4 separate regions of the Sus scrofa genome follow, and regions 2, 3 and 4 are each linked to region 1. Evidence: chromatin contacts called from public Hi-C data. All regions are on one chromosome and are shown on one strand. Each heading gives the region's core, a stretch centred on a gene start, on an enhancer-like site or on the middle of the called end of the contact. The rest is flanking DNA. Distances are from core to core; before and after follow the strand shown. Region 1 holds the start of SKAP2 (src kinase-associated phosphoprotein 2). Region 2 holds the start of HOXA5 (homeobox A5). Region 3 overlaps SKAP2 (src kinase-associated phosphoprotein 2). Region 4 holds the start of HOXA1 (homeobox protein Hox-A1).

The links. A called contact is a pair of places that touch in the nucleus more often than the background predicts.
Region 2: a contact with region 1 is called in a Hi-C map of liver, with 4 times the contacts expected there. The contact joins the promoter of HOXA5 here to the promoter of SKAP2 in region 1. A contact is called at or near these places in 3 of 5 promoter capture datasets (fetal liver, fetal skeletal muscle and skeletal muscle), 20 of 47 Hi-C or Micro-C datasets (alveolar macrophages, embryonic fibroblasts, epiblast stem cells and 10 more) and 2 of 2 datasets of contacts at active chromatin or transcription factors (alveolar macrophages and skeletal muscle).
Region 3: a Hi-C map of fetal liver shows a contact between it and region 1, with 1.6 times the contacts expected there. The contact joins the enhancer-like site here to the promoter of SKAP2 in region 1. A contact is called at or near these places in 15 of 47 Hi-C or Micro-C datasets (embryonic fibroblasts, fetal heart ventricle, fetal liver and 8 more) and 2 of 2 datasets of contacts at active chromatin or transcription factors (alveolar macrophages and skeletal muscle).
Region 4: a contact with region 1 is called in a Hi-C map of embryonic fibroblasts, with 2.8 times the contacts expected there. The contact joins the promoter of HOXA1 here to the promoter of SKAP2 in region 1. A contact is called at or near these places in 21 of 47 Hi-C or Micro-C datasets (alveolar macrophages, embryonic fibroblasts, epiblast stem cells and 13 more) and 1 of 2 datasets of contacts at active chromatin or transcription factors (skeletal muscle).

What each region holds. Positions count from the first base shown.
Region 1 is chr18:45,635,578-45,638,277 of Sscrofa11.1, reverse strand. It overlaps SKAP2 (src kinase-associated phosphoprotein 2), which reads right to left and starts at 1,349. Exons shown (of 15, transcript XR_002340310.1): 1 at 672-1,349.
Region 2 is chr18:45,428,371-45,431,070 of Sscrofa11.1, reverse strand. It overlaps HOXA5 (homeobox A5), which reads right to left and starts at 1,380. Exons shown (of 2, transcript NM_001195232.1): 1 at 194-1,380. The coding sequence starts at 755. The region is part of intron 1 of HOXA3 (homeobox protein Hox-A3); the gene reads right to left. HOXA6 (homeobox protein Hox-A6) reads right to left here. Exons shown (of 2, transcript XM_005673298.3): 2 at 1,124-2,700.
Region 3 is chr18:45,775,859-45,778,558 of Sscrofa11.1, reverse strand. The region is part of intron 11 of SKAP2 (src kinase-associated phosphoprotein 2); the gene reads right to left. Among named protein-coding and RNA genes, the nearest start is that of C18H7orf71, 36 kb to the left of the region's middle. Within about 2 kb of position 1,403, at least 5 of the 83 cell types and tissues checked have an H3K27ac peak or open chromatin away from gene starts, as enhancers often do. A contact at or near this core is called in fetal liver and retroperitoneal adipose tissue, where this site is marked.
Region 4 is chr18:45,476,275-45,478,974 of Sscrofa11.1, reverse strand. It overlaps HOXA1 (homeobox protein Hox-A1), which reads right to left and starts at 1,414. Exons shown (of 2, transcript XM_003134844.5): 1 at 661-1,414; 2 at 1-179. The coding sequence starts at 1,315. LOC106506838 (a long non-coding RNA gene) reads left to right here and starts at 1,559. Exons shown (of 2, transcript XR_001302424.2): 1 at 1,559-1,783.

The DNA.
Region 1 (2,700 bases), core at 100-2,599:
AGCCTTGAAAGTGTACCTTTAATTCCTAAATTCCCATAAACGTTCATTTAAAACTGAAAAGGGGAAGATGAGGGTGCAAAGATGAAGTACTGTACTTTCGTCGTGTGACACAGGAAGTTGGACTTTAACACATCCTTCCTTTTTTGTTTTAACATGTTACTCAGGCTGAAGACAAGTGGCTATTTGAAAGTCAGGCCCTCTTTGAAAAGCTCAAATATGAGTAGACTGAATGTTCAAGAAAGATGGGAGTTTTAGAAATGACAAACCCTGTGGTCCCATAACCCCTAACTCCTAACGCCTGTAGCTCAGAAATCTCTTTCTCCTCATCGGTCCAGCGACCAAAGAATTAGTTCTTTGATCTCTCACCTCCCTCCTCTCTCTCTCTCACACACACTCACACTCACACATACACACACACACACACAAAGAACTGCCCTGATCGCCTTAGTGTAGCCCACCAAGCAGGGCTTCGCCACCATCCTCGAACCAAATTTCAACACGCACGCCCACTCTCCTTCTCAGACCCCACTTGCCCCCTCCCAGTCCCGCTCCCAATGGCCAGAAGAGGTGAGCGCGGGCAGGGAAGAGGAGAGACGCTGAACGCTTCTGTCCCCATCGGCTCGCCGTCCCCCCGCCCCCGCCGCGTTACCCGCCCCCTTCCCGCTTTTTACCTGCCAACAGGTTCCTAATTTCCTCGGGGAGGGGGTAGGGAGAGGAGGTGCTGCTGGGGTTGGGCATGTCAGGGAGCGCGGAGCGTGCGGGGGAAGGACCTGTGCTGAAACGGGCTGGGGTTGTGGCTGCGACCTAGACTCGGGCTAGCGATCCCTGTAAGGACGGCGTGCCTACCAGTCCGGACACTGCCGGGCGAAGGCTCACAACAAGGAAGTCGCTGAAGTCCTGGCCACAGCGGCTGGACTCTTGGCCCAGCCCCGCCCGGCACTTCGGGGCGGGGCGATGGGCGGGGCGGTGGCCCGAAGGGACCCTGACTGCGCATGTGTGTCCCTCGGTGCGCCTCGCCTCCGAAAAGAGTCCGCGGTCAGGCCACACCCGCCCCTACGAGGGGACGAGGGAGGAGCAGCGGCTGGTGGGAAGCGAGCGGCCTGGGGCTGCGTCACCTGACCCGGGGGCTGAAGCGCCGCGCCGCCATTTTGGTCCCTGGCACCGCCACGACTGCGGGCCGTTTCTCCACGATCCCGGAAAATAAGGTGCCGAAAGGGCCTCCGGGTTTCCCGGTTAAGAGACTTACTGGCCTTTCATCAGCTCCGCCGAGGTTTAAAACCTCGCATAGTGCCCCACCTGAAGTTTTCGACCTCCCTAAACCCCTGTGGTCGTCTTTGTCTGACTGAATGACGGTAAGAGAGTCCCTTCTTCCGCCAGTCCTCCCGGAGGAAGCCGGCCGGGAGCGGCGCCGGAGAGCGCTCCGATTGGCTCTTACACTCTTTCCTACCTGGTTCAGACGCTTGGGAGGACCGATTGCCCTCGCTACGAGCAGGAGAGAGCTCTCAGGACAAAAAGCTGAACAGAGATAGGTACCACTGTCCACCTATAAGCATCAAAAAGAATATTGGAACAGAATTATAGTATCTGTTCCCTCCAAGCTGATCGTTTAATCAACAAATACTTATTGTCTCCTCTCTAAATCTTCTTACCGGATTTTTCTAAAAACCCCAGAAAGTCTGTGTGTGTGTGTGTGTGTGTGTGTGTGTGTGTGTGTGTGTGTGTGTAGGGAATTTTTTTTCTTTAGGTAAAAACTGCCATGGCAATGGTCCTTCCTAGATGCTACTATTGTGCTTTGAAGATTGTATTGTAGCGCCAGTCGCAACGTAAATTGTTTATTCTTCTATCCTTCAACCCTCACTAAATTTTAGTTTTCATTAAATTCAGAGGGAAACTATTACAGTGCAGATCCCAAAGTCCCACTTCTAGAAATTCTGCTTTCTAGCTGTTTAGCGTGAGACTTGATTGCATTTTAAACAAGCCCTGAATGTGATTCTGATGCTAGACATCCTGGAATTTGATGTTGAGAATCACTTTACTACTTTCCAGCTCCTACAGAACACAAAATTTGTTATAACTTGCCTTTCATCCCCACCTGGAACCCAAAACCTGACACAGAGTAATGGCTCTATTAATATTTCATACCGAAAATGTCAGACAGTAAAATAGTAAAAAAATTAAGTAGTCACATGCAAGTCATTTTAGTATAATTCTCTAAGAACCACACCAAACACTAATTGCAAAAGGAAGAATGAGAACATTTTGGAGTTCTCTCAAAATAAAATAAAAGACAATTTTACCACCACTGATGTAAAAAAATGCAAAGTAACAACAAAAAATACACCCCCAAACATACCTATTGCCTAAAATGGAATCTGAACTTCCTACTCAGTTTTAGAAATATTAGAAGAAGTGCTGAAAATCTGAATTCTTTTTGCTGGAGGTAAAAGTGAATAAGAGTCATCTTACAACATAGATCCTCCAACTTCAAAGAATTGATAATTATTCTTAAATGACAAAATCGTCTTCCTTCCTAGAGAAGGGAGAAACTGCTTTATGGACATACTATATTAGTAAGGATTCTTCCTCTCTTTACAGCTATCACATACAATTCCTTGTCATATTTTTTATTAAACCAGGCCTCCAAATGTTCCTATCTTTTATTTCTTTCTGATACAATTGACCAGAATTTTTTTCTCATGT
Region 2 (2,700 bases), core at 131-2,630, 210 kb after region 1:
CGCTGGGCGCTGCCGAGAAGAGGAGGAGGAAGAAGGGAGGCAGGGGAAGGAGGACGGCGGGGAAAGGTTCCATAGGGCTGGGAGAGGCGAGACCAGGAGAGGGACGGGGAGAGAGAGGGCGGTAAAGGAGAGAGGGGGGGACCGAGAGCCGCGCCCCCGCGGCCGCGTGGATTTAGAAAAAGGCTGGCTTTACCATGACTTATGTGCAGCTTGCGCATCCAGGGGTAGATCTGGGGTTGGGCGGGCGGCGCCGGGCTCGGCTCGCTCTGCGCGCTCGCCTGCTCGCTGCTGGCGGGGGCGTCCTCCTCGGCTCCGGACGCCGTGCCAACCCCCTCTCTGCTGCTGATGTGGGTGCTGCCGGCGTTGGCCGAGGCGCCGCTGGAGTTGCCCAGGGAGTTTTTCCCGCCGTGGTGGCTGTCGCTGCCGGGCGAGGGGGCCACGGCGGAGCAGGGCAGCGGGTCGGGCGGAGGCGAGTGCGTGGACGTGGCCGGCTGGCTGTACCTGGGCTCGGTGGGCGCCGCGCTGGCGCCCGCCGCGTAGCTGCGGGCGCGCTCCCCGGAGCCAAAGTGGCCGGAGCCCGAGCGGCCGACGCTGAGATCCATGCCATTGTAGCCGTAGCCGTACCTGCCGGAGTGCATGCTCGCCGAGTCCCTGAATTGCTCGCTCACGGAACTATGATCTCCATAATTATGCAACTGGTAGTCCGGGCCATTTGGATAGCGACCGCAAAATGAGTTTACAAAATAAGAGCTCATTTGTTTTTTGATATGTGTGCTTGATTTGTGGCTCGCGGTCGTTTGTGCGTCTATAGCACCCTTGCACAATTTATGATGAATTATGGAAATGACTGGGACATGTACTTGGTTCCCTCCTACGTAGGCACCCAAATATGGGGTACGACTTCGAATCACGTGCTTTTGTTGTCCAGTCGTAAATCCTGCCTGATGACCTCTAGAGGTAAACTCGTGCACTAATGGGGGAGTTGGGTGGAGGCGAGAGGGGTGGCGCGCGCGCCCCAGGCGCGTGCCCGCCGCCCGCCGCCGCCGTTCAGTCGGACTCGAGCGCCACCCGCTGGAGGCAGGGCGCATCGCCCCGCTTCCGACCCGGGGCTGCAAGGGCCGGGGTCGAATTGAGGTTACAGCCCATTATGGCAAAATTATTGCATTTCCCTCGCAGTTCCATTAGGATGTACCAATTGTGAGGCCGTCAGCTGCCGATCGCGTGCCCGGCGAGGCTGCAGAGGATTGGGAGGAGATGGTGACTTGGATTTTATTTACAACAACTTTATTTCCCCGCTGTGCAGCCCCTCTTATTTTTGTGTCGAGGTTGGGGTCAGTTCTGCCCGTCGTGCCGGCAGCTCTGAAATTTGAAAATACAGATATCACCTTCGGGGAAGGGGGGAGGCCATTGAGCCAATTGGAGAAATAAATCCTGCCAGCAGCAGCTACAATTACGGCTCTGTTTTTGCGAGCGCATAAGGGACAGTGTCCCTGCCGCTCTTAAATGACAGGCGTCTATTAAAGATAGCTTTTGTGTAGTGTTTCTCCGAGGCGAGGTCAAATTCCATACACTTTTATAACCGGGGTCGATTTTTCTTTCGTGTAAATACGGTTTTCGTGTCATTAGTTTGCTATTTTATTTGCTTTAAGTATCCAGCCTGGAGAATCTTCACCACCCGGTCCCTTTCCTCGAGCCAACCCGGCCCCAAGTCGGAGGATTCTCGGTGAACCCAGCGAGTGGGCCCAGGCTCCCCGCAGCCTCGGAAGCTGCTTAGGGGCGAGAGATCCATGGGTCGAGCTATTAGGGTCTTGCTTAGACCTCCAAGAGTAAAACGAGGGCGCTAACGAAAGCATGTTGCGGCAGTGTCTAGTATCTCCGTAGTTAGCCTCCTGGGTTCTGTAAGATGAAAGTAAGTCATAAATACAGCCTAAAGGCACGGGGGGTGGGCTCGGTCTCCCCGCCGAAGGCCAGGCAACGCAGGCGCCCCTGGCACGTTTGGAAACCAGGACTCTGGCCGCTCCCTTAGCCCAGGGCCCCCTCCTTAGGTCCTGAAAGCTGTTGTGGTGGCAGCGCCCGCACTGTCAGAGGCAGGGAGCCGGGATCCGGAGCTCGGAGCCTTCGGGAGCCCAGTCGTTCCCAGGGCTGTAAAGTTCCACCCGCGCCCAGGTTGGCTCGGCTGCGCTGAGGCTGCTTCTCTTCCACGGACGGTTGCGCGCGGGGCCGAGAGACTAGCTCTCTCCCGCCCTCTTTGTTCCTCGCGCTCCTTCCTGCCTGGGGGCGGCCTAGGAGGCCACGGCAGTGCTGGGGCCCCAGCCCTGAGGCCCCCTCTTTCCAGTGGTCCGAGGTGATGTGGCGATGCCCTCCGGGACTTGGTGGCGAGGAACCGAGGCGGAAGCGCCCAGCCTCTAAAAGGGGCTCGGCCCGAGGGTTCTTTCCTCTCCCGCGCCCCGGCGCCCCGAGCTCAGAGGCGTGCAGAGGCGCTGACACGAGAGCGGGGGACGGATTCGGGGCGCGCCCTGAGATCTGGAGCCGGCTTGGGCAGCCTTGGCGAGCGGGGCTGCGTGTGCAGTGCGCCCCGCTCCACCGCTGGGATTGGCTGTGTGTGGTTTGGTTTTGTTTTGTTTCCTTGTACGAAATAAATGCTCAGACCTTTGCAAAGCGCCGGGTTCCCCTGAAGCTGCGGAAGCCCCCCGGATGGGA
Region 3 (2,700 bases), core at 154-2,653, 140 kb before region 1:
TAAAATAAACAAATCAGCCCCAGGCTGACTGAGCACAGCTGACACTCCATCAAGGCTTCCTTTGCAACAACAGAAACAGAACACCAAATTTTCAAATCAAGTATTTCTACAGTGAATTTTAATAAACAGAGCCTAATCATCAAACTAGCTAAGTATGTTTGTCCTTACAGTTATAAAGTTAAAATACTCTTTATTATAATGCATGCCATTTTGTTTCCTGATTTATCTAAATATTTGTACTGAAAGAACACATCTTTTCTTAACCTATCTTGTGTTGTCTTTTTCAAAAAGATTATTTTCAGAACTAACAACTTCCCAGAAGGTGAGTCAAATCAATGGATAATTAAATACCACAAACTCTAGATCAGTCCATTTGAAAAAGGCAAGTTGTATTTCTTCGAAATCTTTTAAATGGTGTTTTTCATTAGAAAGGACATGGCACTAATTTTTTTTTTTTTTTTACTAAATACACATTTTTAACATCTCTCTAAATACTGTTAGACTCCTTAAAATGCATTCTTCCTTAAGTATACAATTTTTACATTTAATTCAGAATGATGAAAAGAATTTCCATGATTAATGCTTATACTTTATTGACATGAGATAGGAAAGTAATAACCCATAGCTAGATTTAAAGTTGGATTTATGACATCATTTTGATTGTGCGCATTAGCTGCAATTACCTGCACCACTCATTCTGAGCCACTAGATGGTGTAAAAAATAAATTCAAATGGCAAAATTGCATTCCTTCATCACAAAATCTAACTCTACAAACGATTAAACAAATTTCTAGGCACCTAACAATGCTAGTGATTTCTATACTTACTGAACTTTAAAAAAAAACCTACTGATATATAGCATCAGCCCTACTTTGATCTAAAAACAGGCCCTTTAAAGCAATCGTTGGCTCTCTTGTTCTCAGAGCCTTGAGTTCTGAATTTATAATAACACCCAGCATTCAAACTGCCATGGTCATGCACATATTAAATAAATTTATGATATCATTTTGTGGCCATTTTTTGCCAAAGTTTTGATTAAATACTGGAAGACCAAGCAAATATAAAATTAGAGTCTCCAGAGGTTCCTATCCGAACTTGCCCAAAGCCGCGTAGGGAAGAGTCTTTCCAAACACATCCTGACTCCCAAAGCAACCTGACAAACAACAGCCAAGATGCCCATCCATGGCCCACAATTTGTCCAAATTCCACAGAGGAAAACCAAGTCTCCTCTCTTTCACCCTCACCAAGACCAACCTGCCCAATTGTATAAGGACCGCAGCTGGGTAGATGTGGGTATTTGATCATCCAGCCAACGCGGTGCTATGCTGGCGTTGCACAGCACCAAGTCCTCTTTCAAAAACCACAATGAGCTCCAGATAAAATGGCCCTCGCTAGAAGGCCTCTCATGAAATGCCAACGGCGGAACTTTAAGCCTTGTGAAAGGCTGATAAAGGCAGTATTTTTGGTCAGCCCACACCCAAATAATAGCCGTTAGAAATTTTAGATGAGAGTATATTCTTCCTACGAGTGGATCACACACTGGCCTTCGCCCTACGACAGGCTGAACATATAAAATTATAATCTCCACAAAACAGGTTTGGGGGAACAGGAATAGCTGTCCCCGGAATCCTAGAAACCTGATACACACCGACGATTGTACTTTCAATTTCACATCCACTGAAAATGATTTTCTGAGGCGATGGTAGAAATAACACAAGCCAAGTGAAAGGGGCTTGCCTGCCAGCCTGTCCCAGAGCCTGGTTCTCTGAGGCTTTCGGCAACAAAGGCAGCTTGAGTCATCAAGCAGACTTCGAGGGCAGACCCACATGGGCTTTGGAAGGTTCCTTTTTTACCAGAGGAACAGAATAGCTACCTGCCTTTTATCCCCGTAGTCTGAAATTCCAAGTGGAAACCAATCACTTATGAATGAATAGAATTAATTTTATATGCAATTTTACACACAATTTAATTTTATACTGCCAAATTGGTAAAAGAAACTGTGAGCTAAGTAAATTTCAGCAATGATTCCAAGAAAGTTTCTTGTCCAGAACTGAAACTAATCAGTTTGCTTTCTATATTAGGGAACCAACTCAAAAAGCTGACTACTGAATGCTCTGTAATAGGCTTAATCCAAGAGTTGTTAATATGGCTATTTATAGCTTCCAAGAACTGAAAGCATCTTTCTTAAAACAAAACAAAACAGAAAAAAACCCCATACGAGTGAGCAAAGGACTGAGAGAAATGAGACAGGTCTTAGCTTTGGGCATCTCAACTAGCAGTTATCGCACTTGGCTGTATTTACTATTTTCCCTTTGATAATCTACAAGTCCTTATATCTCATTTTCTTTGGATTCCTGGTGCCTACAAGGGGCCCCCGAACATTATAGGTACTTTATAATAGTTTAAATTAAACACAAGGAAGGAAGGAAGGAAAGAAGGGAGGGGGAAAAAAGGAAGGAAGATAGATACAAGCTAAAAAAAAAAAAAAAAAAAAAGAGTGGAAAGCCCTGGTCTGGGAGTCAAGATGCCTCGTTAAGTACTGGCTCTGGTGCTTTTTTGACCCAAGTTCCCTCATCTGTAAAACCAAGGATAGATACATGACCCCTAAGATCTCTCACTGGAATGTTCGAAGATTCTCTGTGTATGTTTTACGCACCAGTCAACTAGTGTTTAAATCAATAAGTGACCTTATTTCCAAAT
Region 4 (2,700 bases), core at 165-2,664, 160 kb after region 1:
GAACCAGATCTTCACCTGGGTCTCATTGAGCTGCAAGGACGCGGCGATCTCCACCCTGCGGGCCCGCGTCAGGTACTTATTGAAGTGAAACTCCTTCTCCAGCTCCGTGAGCTGCTTGGTGGTGAAGTTGGTCCGCACCGCGTTGGGCTGACCCACGTAGCCGTACTCGCCAACTTTCCCTGAGGGCAAGGGGAAGCGATGGGGAAAAAAGGGGAAAAAATTTATATTCGATATGAGAGTCCCTGTAGGCTTCAGAGCAAGATTCAGGCAAAGGGGGAATCAAGAATTTCTCAACACAAGCCGGGCTTGGGAGGGTGAGTGATGAGGTGTAAAGCGTTCATCTGAAGTCACCCATTAGCATGGTCAGACCAGTGATTAATGGAGCCTGGAGATATTAACACACACATACACACCTACCCACTTTCCCACGTCCTACTTCCAAAACCTCTAAAACTCAGCCCCCTTGGAAACACAACAATCCCAGATGTTCCTTTGTGCCAACCACACCTGGGCAGCCTCCCAACACCCTACAACACCGGTGGGAAGCAAGAATTTTAAAGAAAAAAACAAAACAAAACCTTGATTAATTTTCCTTGGAAACTAAGCATACCGGCTCCTTCCTGAATAATCAAGGATCATTCATGGAAGGGCAAGACTGACCTGTTTTGGGAGGGTTCCTTTTGACTTTCATCCAGTCAAATGTCTGCGCTGGAGAAGACGTCTCTGATGCAGGGGAGCGGCAGGCTTCTTGGTGGCTGGCGTGGAGAGGGGACAAGGAGTTATTATACGTGGCCAGGGCCAGGCTCTGATGCTCTTGTCCATATGAGTGGTGAATATATTGAGGCGAGCCCACCGCGCCCCCGGCATAACCCTGGTGGTGGTGGTGATGCTGGACCATGGGAGATGAGAGATTTCCAGAGTAAACAGCGGGAGCGCACGTGGGGTACCCACCACTTACTTCTGCTTCCTGATTTAACGCGTAGGAGCTGTAAGGCGCGCCAAAGTTCTGCGCGCCGTAGCTTGGACCACAACTCGAGTGGGAGTAGGACACCCCCAGGTTCCCAGGAGTCTGGTAGGTGGCCGGCTGGGGGTGGTGATGGTGGTGGTGGTGGTGGTGGTGGTGGGGCGGGCTGATCTGCACCCCCCTGCCCACTAGGAAGCGGTCGTCGCCGCCACAGCTATTGGCACTGACCGCGCACGACTGGAAAGTTGTAATTCCATGGTCGGAGGGGTAGGCTCGCGCTGAGCAGGTCCCCGAGTCGCCACCGCTGAGGATGGGGTATTCCAGGAAGGAGCTCATTCTTGCATTGTCCATCTGTCACTGAGTGACCGGGTCCTGCGAAGCCCTGAGTGACCGTGCCAACTTTCTCACTTCCTCCATGGGGCCGGAGAAGAAAAATGATATGAATGTACAGTGCGCAAGAGGGGGGGCGGGAGGGCGGAGGGCGCTAGGGGAGGGGCACGTGACTCTCTCAGCCAATGGCGGAGCCTCCTGCGAAAGTTTGCTGGCTCCTGCGGTGATGGATCACCCTTTCAGTGGCATTTAAATCCCCGGCGCTCCTCAGTCTAGGTGACGCGCAGTCGCCCCCCCAGGCAGCCCGGGCGGCAGCAGCAGCTGCGGCGGCTGCAGGGGCAGATTCCCAGCGTTGGGGCGAAGGGGAGCAGGGGCTGCCTTCTGCGAGTGGCCGACTCCGATCGCCCCCCTCCGGGAGGTGGGGGCTGAGAGCCATCCTCGGTCACCGCCCCCCTCCCCACCGTGCACAGAAAGAGGAACTGGCAAGAGGTGAGACGCCAAGAGGGCTCCGCGCTCTCTTGGGTCGGGAGTCAGTGGGAGGGAGCTCGCTGGGCCGCCACTTGCACACTGGCTGAGCCCGGAACGCGAGGAACTGGAAGGGTCGCTCCCCGGGCGCTTTCACTGCCGTCCCTTCTGTGATGCCTTGGGGGCAGTGAGGAGAGCCGAGAACGGTGGCGGGGGACGAGGCTGGGCCACCACCAGGTCTCCGGAAGGAGAGGGAAGTGCGCAGAGGGCTGGCTGGGGGAACCCGAGTGGGCGTGGAGGGGACAAGCGCAAGAAAGGAAACTTCCCTCTCCCTGTAGGGTCTTGAAGCCCCCGTTCCTCCCCCACCCCCACGAGCTGTTAGCGTGGCAACGGGGAGCTGCTGTAATTCGATGCTCGGGAACGGGTGAACCTTGGGAGCTAAGCTTGCCGGAAAAGGCCGGGGGTGGCCCGGCTCTTCGCCCTCCCTCTCTCCTCGCTCTCCGCCCCTTTCTCCTCCCCACTCAGCTCTGTTCTGGGAGCCCTGCGGGATCCGGAGCAACTCTGCTGCCGGATTTTGAGGGGTAGGAGGCGGGGGAGAGAGATGACGCTAGCCGACGTGGCCAGCGTGGGGGCCGGGCCGTGCGCTGCAGGCCATCTGCCGGCTCCCTAGGACCCAGGAGCCTGTGTACACCGACCTGGGCCTCAAAGGGCGAGACCACAGTGAAGTACGATGAACTCCCCCTCCACCTCCCCTCCCACCCCGCCACCCCCAGAAACGTTTCTCGTTTCCTGGAGGCGAATGTTAGGCGTGCTAGAGCTTCCTTCATCCACCCCCCCCCCATTCTACTGCACAGCTGAAGTGGGGGTGGGGGCTGGCAGGTGGGAGGGGCAGTGGACAGATGGCTGATGGTGGACAGGACATTTTCTTCTTCCCCAACAAC